Regions from separate parts of the Gossypium hirsutum genome. Here regions 1 and 3 are each linked to region 2. A link is a contact called in public Hi-C data. All regions are on one chromosome and are shown on one strand. Each heading gives the region's core, a stretch centred on a gene start, on an enhancer-like site or on the middle of the called end of the contact. The rest is flanking DNA. Distances are from core to core; before and after follow the strand shown.

Evidence for each region. Hi-C and Micro-C count contacts between places; a contact is called where the count stands out from the background.
Region 1: a Hi-C map of leaf shows a contact between it and region 2, with 6 times the contacts expected there. The contact joins the promoter of LOC107931703 here to the promoter of LOC107931702 in region 2. A contact is called at or near these places in 13 of 34 Hi-C or Micro-C datasets (anther, callus, leaf and 1 more).
Region 3: a Hi-C map of leaf shows a contact between it and region 2, with 2.7 times the contacts expected there. The contact joins the promoter of LOC107931696 here to the promoter of LOC107931702 in region 2. A contact is called at or near these places in 8 of 34 Hi-C or Micro-C datasets (leaf, petal and seedling).

The regions. Positions count from the first base shown.
Region 1 is chrA08:115,695,606-115,698,940 of Gossypium_hirsutum_v2.1, reverse strand. LOC107931703 (F-box/LRR-repeat protein 13) reads left to right here and starts at 1,492. Exons shown (of 4, transcript XM_016863639.2): 1 at 1,492-2,698; 2 at 2,804-2,962; 3 at 3,049-3,335. The coding sequence starts at 1,709.
Region 2 is chrA08:115,504,781-115,508,097 of Gossypium_hirsutum_v2.1, reverse strand. It overlaps LOC107931702 (ubiquitin-conjugating enzyme E2-23 kDa), which reads right to left and starts at 1,297. Exons shown (of 3, transcript XR_001693293.2): 1 at 1,063-1,297; 2 at 777-861. It overlaps LOC107931735, which reads left to right and starts at 2,399. Exons shown (of 4, transcript XM_016863669.2): 1 at 2,399-2,858; 2 at 2,958-3,138. The coding sequence starts at 2,742.
Region 3 is chrA08:115,751,291-115,754,619 of Gossypium_hirsutum_v2.1, reverse strand. It overlaps LOC107931696 (thylakoid lumenal protein TL20.3, chloroplastic), which reads right to left and starts at 1,583. Exons shown (of 7, transcript XM_016863635.2): 1 at 1,181-1,583; 2 at 859-1,056; 3 at 740-769; 4 at 534-640. The coding sequence starts at 944.

The DNA.
Region 1 (3,335 bases), core at 243-2,742, 190 kb before region 2:
GGGTATCTGTTTACCCTTGGATTAGCTGTTTTTTGTTGGAGTTCAAAGAAACAATCCATTGTTGCTCAATTAACAGCTGAAGCTAAATATGTTGCAGCTGCATCAGCTGTTAATCAAGAAATTTGGTTAAGAAAGCTAATGGCAGATATGAACTTACATCAAAGAGAAGCAATAGAGATCAGAAGTGATAATCAATCTGCTGTTGCAATTGCAAAGAATCCAGTATTTCATCGCAAAACAAAATATTTTAAGATCAAGTTTCATTTTGTTAAAGAAGTGGAATAATCTCAAGAAATCAAATTGGTTCATTGCAGTTTTGAAGATCAGTTAGCTGATATATTCATAAAACCTCTTGGTGTACCAAGGTTCGAGAATTTGAGAGCTAGATTAGGAGTTTGCAGCATGGAAGCCAAGAAGGAATGTTAAAAGATGGCTTTCATGCAGACCATAGCAGTTCGAGCCATGCAAGTTGCAGCTGAAGAATATGTTGCTGTTTTGTTACTTTTTAGTTGATGTTTTTGCTACTTAGTTACACTAGAACTAAGTATGTAAGGGATTTGATGCAATTTGGTGCTGATAGATTTGATAAATCATCTTAACCAAGTGTGTAAGCAAAGTTTTGTACGTTTCAAGACTTTGTTAGTGGAGTTAGGTGTGTTTAGGCAATATTTTCATCTTTTTGACAAGTTGATTACTTGATATATGTAATGCTTTGTTTCAGAAATGAGATGATGAATCATTCACCAGAATTCTCTTCTTGTTTTGGTTCTTATTGAGTAATCTGTTCTTGTTACAATTTAAGTCGATTTCCTTGTTTGTTCAGCAAGTTACAGTAGCTTCTAGCTCAAGACTTTGCTGTGATTTCTTGATCTGTTTTCTAAGTTCCTACAAAATAAAAAATAAAAAAAATCAAACACCAGATTTAACCTCATCAACCTTTGACTTCTTTATCAACTTCATATCCGATTTAGTATCCTATAACGATTTTCTAATAGCCATTTGTTTTGGTCTTGATCCAACACCAAAAACATTTCATGAAAGGAGTCTCATCAACCCCCACTCCGCCTTTGACAATCGCTTCTAATTCTATTTAGTTCCATGGTAACTAGCTCATCAATAATCTCTTTATCGTCCCTGTTGATCTCAACCCAGTTTAAGAACTCTGGTTTGCTACTACATATCAGGTGTTTTGCTTTGTCTCACATATTCCTTTCTAATTATTTTCCCCAACAGTTCCATATCAATGTATTTTGGTTACATTAGAGTGGTCCATGTCTATCTCCCTGATAAAATCATTGACCGCACAATCAGTATGCCTATTGTGTTGGGCCCTGTTTCTCACTTATATTAAATCCATTTGGGTGGAAACTGAATCCAGCCCAGTACATTGGATTGCTTTGCTCCGTGCTCGCTCTTTAATGAATGACAATTTCCTACCTTAAGTTATGGGTATATTAAGTCGATTTTATACAACTGGAAATAAAATTTACTGGTGTCAACTGAAACTGCTATTAATCAGTTAATTAAAGGGGAAAAAATGATCGACCAAAAACAGAAAAAACCGAAGTGTCTTTCCATGTTTATTTTTTCTTTCATTCTTGTTCTTGTTTTCTTTTAGAAAGAGTGGATTCCCATTTTATACTTGATTAAACAATCTTCTTGCTTTCTTTGTTTCCAGTTTGTAGTCGTTGGATTTTGTTGATCAAAGATGGAAGTTGTCATGGATTCTAGTCTTCGTCGTCTTGTGAACAGAAGGCTGGAATGGTTGGAAATGACCAAGGATCAGGTTTCAGATTGGAACGCCGGAACAAGTCGTAGACGAGACCGACTCAGTGCATTACCTAATACAGTGCTTTCCCGCATTCTATCCAAGATGCCCATGGACTCGGTTGTCCGAACCAGCATCTTAAGTAAAAGGTGGAGTAATCTCTGGAAGCACACCCAAGGCGTAGATTTCCACAGTTTACCCTTCTCCGATAACCAAGCCGACTATTCTCCAATTACTCGCTGCTTAGACCTCCTCCTATCTCCTCAGATCATAAAATTCACCACTGTTGGCCACGTTAGCGAGCGTTCTAACCCTGATGTACAAAGATGGGTCAATTTTGCACTCTCCAAGAACGTCCGTCAACTGACGATAGGCCTCATGTCAGTTTCTTTAGCAAGGAGATTCTTTCAGTTGCCAGATTCTCTTTTCTCCAATCGAAGTAAAATACTGGAGCACCTTGTTTTAAGCTTTGTTGACTTTAAACCACCTCGTCCTGGTCAACCTATTGCTGCGTCAGTCTTTTCTTCTCTTAAGCTTCTTGTTCTCACCCACTGCAAACTTGCAGATGCGACTGTGGATTTGTTCCTTCGTAAATGCGTCCCTCTTGAGGAATTGGTCATTAATATGTGTGAGGGGCTTAAGAATGTTAACATCAGTGGTCCAAATCTTAGGCTGATTAGTTTTAGGTGTCTTGAAGATAGTGATGATGGGGAGTTCAGGTCATTACGTGTTGATGCTCCACTTGTCGGAAACCTGGTTTACTCAGGTGACTTGACCAAATTTTATTTGAACAACTGTCCGGTATTACAAATTTTACTCTTGCAAGGGAGGGAGGAACCAATGAATGAGGCATATACTGTCCACGTTAGAGAATTGATCGATCAAATCAGGCATGTGAACACTATGATTCTAAATTTTGCGGTTGTGGAGGTACCTTTTGTTTCGTCTTATTTTTCATACATTGTTTTAATCTTGCATATTCTTGGATATATAGTTGTTTCTGATATATATATATATTGCTTTGGTATAAATAAGTTCGTCGCAAAAGAGTACTACACAAGAGGCATCCCATTCCAAACATTCCAAAATCTCACGCATGTTTTTTGGTATGGTCCACTAAAATCTCCAAATGCGGTTTACAACCTGGTTGCCTTCTTAGGGGATTGCCCCTCTCTCATAGAAATTGCAGTAGATGTAAGTTCTGGACCAATACTTTTAAAACTTAATTGAAATTAATGATGCTTTTCTTATAATTACGGGTTAGTGAAATGAATGAACAGTTTCGGGAGGAAAGTGGGGCTGTGTTCTGCCAATGTATAAGCGAAGGTCACGTGGCAGATGAATATGAGGAGGGCGAGAGTTCACAACGTAATCCGTACGAAGTTGGAAATCTGGAAAAGCTGGAAATAGCTGAGGTGAGATGCTTTTCAGGATTTGATGGTGAAATGCTGTTGGTGAGGTTGCTGTTGGAGAAGGCTGTGAATCTTCGAAAACTATGGCTGTTTTGGCGGCTGGGTGATCTGAGTGTGATGCATGACAATGTGTTACAAGATATTACTAAATCTGG
Region 2 (3,317 bases), core at 48-2,547:
ACATACTTGTATCCAACACTCACAGGTGAGTCTGAGTAACCAACTGAATAGCCACAATCACAACAACAATCTAGCGCCGATTCAAAAAGAAAAACTCTAGCAGACATTATTGGCCTATTGCAGGATCGAATATTCCTTATTGATATCCCCATATTAAAAATTAAAGTACTCAAAAGCAAGCTAACTTAAATAGCCATCACCAAAAACCCAAATATGTACAAAGATTTCCTCTCTAATTTCACCAAAACCACTATAACCAAAATGTATAATCCAAAAAGAAGAAAAAGAAAAGAGTAGATACTCACAGGAGACTTAGGGAATATTTCAGATAATAATTTCTTGTAATGCTTAACAGGTTGTCGAGATCTTGACCTTAAAGCAGGACAACACACACATGCTTTTACAAGCTGGGAAAATCTTCATGGAGATGATCCCCAAATGAATGATAATTCGTGTAACCACAATCAAATATCAAAATGCATTCCATGCACTATCTAATCCTGTTTTTCACTAGTTCTTTAGAAGTTTCTAATGAAGAGACAACTTCAGCATTTTCACATAATCATGCTGCCAATAAAAACAAAATACTGCCTTTGTTTTTTTTTCTTCACAAATGTTAATCTTCGTGCTTTAATTATTCGAATATGAAACTATTTCTGTTAAATGCATGAAAAGTTTATTGTCTTTGGCTTCCAACTAAGAAAAATAAAGATGAGAACCCTAAGCTTAAAAATAACAATAAATAGAAAAAATTCAAAGGGAGGGAGTGAAATTACCGTCGACGCTGCCACCACCACTTCGTGCTCGAAGTCCCAGATTTCCCCATTCCGATATCTCTTGATTCCTTTTTGATGACTCTAACTACCAAAAAGTTCATATAGGGGAAATCAAAAATGCAGTGAAAAAGCTAAAAAAAAGTGTTGCAACTCTGCAACCAAAGGGTTTTATTGGTTTAAAAGGTAAAGAAAAAAAAAAGAAGGAACGAAGAATAGATTGACCTAGGTATTTTCTGCAATCAAAGGGAAAAAGGGAAACATAGAGATGAGGAAAAAAGAAAGTTACCTGTGAACTGAGGGAGAAGATGATGGTTCCAGTGTTGCTTCATTCTCTGTTAGAGGTGAGGGCAAAAATTGAAAAGGGGGAAAACTTTTTACTTCATATGGGAACGAATGGCTATTCAGTGGTGAGGGAACGGAATGGCTATTCAACATTTTCCCTGTAATACGCCCTGAATAGATTCTGGCTGTAATAGCATTACAGCAACCAAACTAATGTTTGGTGATGGGCCCGCCGAATTGGGCTGGAATCTATTCTTAAGCCCCCCAACCAAACATGATGTATGTGTTATGGATGAATAGATGCATAAAAAGCTATTAATATGGTTTATGGAATTTATATACTTATTATATAATATGTGGTATTATAAAATGAATCGTCATCTCTATCTATATAATTTGTATATATTGTGATACATTGTATTATGAAATGCACAATAACATCTAAAGTGGGGTTTCATGGGATCCATGTTAAATCTACAGTTATGGTTAAAAAATAGAAGAAAGATCTTGAAACTATTGGATGATCCCACGCTAAAAACTTAAAAATTGTGGAGGTAACTTTGAACCTTTTCAACCTGAAAGAAAGAGATGTGTTTTCTCTCCCACAACCACAATTAATTTCTCTTTTCCCTTTTTTTTTTATAAAACTTGTTGAATTGATTGAAACAAAATCCTAAATAGCGTAATCGATGGTAAATTGATATTAATTTTTGCCCTCTTAATTTCAACAACCAAAATTCTCCATCTCGGAATTCTCTTATATTAATTGACTCCGGTTAAATAACAATTCAATTTCTTATTAACATAGAAGAATGAAAGAGTTAGCTTTCGTCGTTCTGTCCTTAAATAATAGGGCTCGAGTTATAGCGTTTGCAACCATTTTTTTTTCTATTAAAAAAAAAACTGAAACGGTCAAACAAAAGCAAATAATCAAAGCAGTAATAATTCTACAATATAAATTAGGGGGCAAGAAGTTGACTTCCTCAGCAGAAACACATGGGTAGGACCTTGATTTACTGTTGTAGCTGCCTTATTTTACTTCTTTATCCTAATTCCAAATCTTTTCTTCTTTCAGTTTTTTTTTATAAAAATTCTATTATATTTAATTTCCATTTTTTCATGTTTCATAATACTTAACAAACCTATCATCACCTATCCCCCGACAAAAAAAGAAACTCATACTTTTCCCCTCCAATTTCATTAGCCAATTAAATATATTTGCAATTCCAACATACACAAACCAGATGGTTGGTTTAATAAAAAAATAAAATTATATACATGCGTACAGTGTATATATTTCTATAAAATCTCCCAGCTTCCCTTGTTAATATCTTTGAGACCTTACATATGTCTCGTCCGTATTGCTCTATAATTCTTTACTTTAGGGCCCCAAATTTTGATTAAAAACTCAAGTGTAAGCGACAAAGGGAGGCCCCCCCGAATATCTTCAATTTCGTTTTCAGGATCCATCATCCGAACACCTGCATGTTCTCTTAAAGAACGTATTTCAATTCAATACAAAACTTGCATTTAATGCTCCTTTGATGCTTCCATCATTACAAATACTTGGAAAAAGAAAAGAAACTTAACATTGCAGTAGCATCCCCAAACTGCATATCGTTTTTTTTTTTTTAAATCTTCTCTGTTTCTCGTCAGAACTAATTAAGCTCTAATTTCATAATCATGTCTTCCCTTGCGATATTATTTCTCCTTTATTTTTCTTTGCATGCATGCAATGCTCACCGTCTTGGTTTTTCTGCTGAAGAGAATGGCAATCATGTCGATTTTCTTGCCAGCAAGGTTAGTGCAGAAAAGATATTATTGACTTTATAGATTATAATAATTTTATGTTAAAATCTTGGTCTAGTAATAACTAAGTTATTAATTAATTTGATACAGGATGCCAATAAGTTGAAAGGCCATAAGTTAGAGATGGGGCCTTCAATCTCAAAGAAGCTACAAATACCAGAATTACAAGAAGTTAGGCCACATGGAAGGAGAATAATTGGTGCAAAAACTATGAAGCAAACAATTTCGGACTCTTTTCTGGCGAAAGAAGCTGTTCAAAATGCAATTTCAGGTTATATTCAAACTAATTATTATTCTCTTTTTTATTTGGAATTTATGTGCCTTTTCAACAGGAAATATACATGCAAATAATTCAAAAAAGATATCATTATTTAAACTAAATTTGAACTTTCTTCAAGCTTTACACCATTTATTATTCTTCAACACTTCTACAACTTGGTTGGCTCAGGA
Region 3 (3,329 bases), core at 334-2,833, 250 kb before region 2:
AGGAAATAGCATCCAACTTCACGTCTCCACTCGACACAATAGATTCAACTTCTGGTTCTCCCAATGGCTATAGAGGAAGGGGTTCCCCAAATAGGGAGGAGGGTATCTTGGAATCAACTAGTTTTAAGCTGAAAGGATTTAGTCATAAGCTGTCTGATGCAGAAGATCCCTTACTTGAAGCACAAAGTGATTCAGAAAGATTCTCCACAAATTCTCGCCAGAACTCTGAAAGCTTATCAAGCCAATGTCCAAATACTACAGAAAAGAGGGTACCAAATAGCCCAAGGAGTAAAAAGAGAAGCGCCTCCAGGTCTAGCACAACCAGGGATACAAACAAAAGGAAAAGAGAGAAGACTTTTCTCCAAAGTTGGGCAAGTTCGAGCTTCTAGATAATTTCATGAGTTACAAATAGATTATAATTTTCATTTAGTTTTGTTTGATTTGATGGAAAAAAAATTGTCATTATGTGTACTTGTATGTGTTACAAATTATCATGGATGAAGTAAACTAATTTCGTTTGGCAGAAAATTTACCTGTGAAATTTGCTCTGTATGCAACTGCTTTCTCAAGGTATGCACCATTGAAGGTTGAACCACTGAAATCAGATTCCCTCATATCAGCAGATGTGAAGTTTGCCCTTCTGTTTCAACCATTTAGATTTCGGATTGATTATGAGCACTAGTGAATCCTCAGTTTGATTGCCAAGAAGTAATTGAAATTCTTTACTTTGAAAAGTTACCTGAAATTTTCGTTCACGTGAACAGCTTTTCTGCACGACATAAGACAGAAAATCAAACCCTTCCTAAACCAAAAACAGAGATGTTGAGCATATAATTTAGATGTTGTAATAAAACGCACTTCAAATCCGCAGAACCAAACTGTGCAGCAGATCCGATACCAAATTCACCACGAGTTTCTGCCTCAAACTTATTAAGTTCAGCCATAGCAGAGATATCAGAGCCAAAACAACTATGGCTGCTGCCAATGCTGTTGAAAGCAAGGGTTTCCAGATCTTAAACTTAGCATCCCTAACTTCATACGTATTGTTGGAACAATCTTCCTTTTTCAAAGGAAAACTATGTTAAAATTGAGTACCTAAAAATGATAATAATAATAATAATAATAATAATAATAATAATTGATGAAACGAACAAGCAGAATCAAGATATCATTTACTCACCGCTAATTCGAGCTTTGATTTCTGAATTATTAACCTGGCAATAGACGCCAAAACGTTTTGAGAATGAGGGAAGATGGCGGGATGAAGCTTTTGAAGAAGAAGAAGAAGAAGAAATACTAATTAGAGGGTTGATGGATAAAGAGGAGAGTGAAGGCACTGCCATTTACAGGTAGTGGTTTGGTTTCTTGTTGTTACGAAGAAGAGGAAGCTGGTTCAGATGGGCATAGTGGCAGTTTTGATATTAAAATGTTTGCTCCAATTTTATCCACTTGTTTTTGCAGTAACGGGACTGGTTGGGATTAACACACGTCTCTTGCTTGTTTTTCATTGGATGTTGCCTTTCCATCTGTTTATTCTGGGGGAATTTTAAAGTTTAATATTTTCTTCCTGAAAAAAATATCATGAATTTGAATTTTTACTCGATTATCATATTCAACGAAGGTGGGGAACTGGTTACACAAATTTACAACTTAATCCTTATATCTTTACTTTTACAAATTTAATCTCTTTATTTTTTAAAATTTTTAAAATTTAAGTTCAATTATTAATACAAATATTTTTTAAAAAATTTATTGATGTGACATTTGAAAATAAAAAACCTTACTTCATAGTCATATAACTAAAAAGATGACTTTGTAATAAACTAAAATTTGACAAAATAATTTTAATTGTATTAATTAAAATCTAAAAAATAAAAAGACTGAATTCTAAAATTTATAAAGAGTTAAGGTCCTTATGCTATATTTTAACAAAAAAAAAAAACTCTATAACTAACAAATTGATGGAAAATCCTGTTATCATATAGTGGATCAGTGTGGACCTTCAGTTCAGGTTTTTAAATGGATCCTTCACATTATATAATTGGCTTACTTTACAATTTGGACTTTGAATTATACTCAATTTTCTATTTTGATATCTAAATTTTTTTTATTACTAATTGATATTTAAAATATCAATCACTTCTCAATTTGAATCTAAGATATGCTTTCGTTATATTTTTTAATTCATTTTTTGACAGACGTTAAAAAGAATCTAATGACCAATCACAAAGTGGAGATTTTATGTAAAAAAATAAATAGTTTCTTTCATTAAACATATATACTCATTAAAAAACATGAAACAAAAATAAATATATAACAATTAGGAAAATATATATAATCTAGAAAAAAATATAAATTATAAAAAATTATAAAAATAAAATTTACAAAAAATACGATAATTAAAAAGAAATTAGTTGAAATTAATAATATATTACAAAAAATGTAAAAAAATGTAAAAATTATTTAGAAAAGTTTGAAAATAAAATTCTTTTATAAAATTCTATAAAGTATTTAAATTTCAAGTTTTTTTTCTTTTGCAATTACTTGAAATTTAAATACATTTTTAATTTTCATAAAAAATTAATTTTTATATATTATTTTTAATTTTTAAAATTTATAATTATATATTTTAGAATTTTATAAAAAATATTTTCTTAAAATTTTTATATATTAATATAAATTTTTACAATTTTTATCAATATAATATATATAATATTAAAAAAGGAAACGTGGTGTATATTGTTATATTTGTTATCAATAAAATTTAATATTTTTATTTTTAAAAAAATTTAATTGTCATGTGGTATTTTTTCATTTGTCAAAATAAGTCACATTGTACTTTTCCATTGGCCAAAGTGGGTTAATAGATTTTTCTTAAAGGCCCTTACAAAATTGACCAAAAATAGAGAAAATTGATACTTAAGGTACCAAATTAGAAAACAAATGTTTCAGTACCAAAGTGAAAAATTAAATATACTTTAAGAATTAAACAGTAAATTATGCCTATATAATTTATCGGGCAGAAGATGTGTAGCAACAAGCCTGCCTCTCTAGTCTCTATTACAATAAATTTGTTTTATCATTATTAGATTTGGTCGTGCTGGATTATTTATTAAAATTATTATATTTTAAAATTAATTAATTTAAAGATAATTTTAAGTAAAAAATTATTTTTAGTGTCAATAATTTATTAGTATAAATAAAAATAAAAGAATAATTTAGTGGACTTTTTTTATATATATAAAATGATGTATCTTTATTTGATAAGCTTTCTGTAAAAAAAAATAGAACGCCGGTAATGATAATATATCGCAAAGAAAAGAGAAATA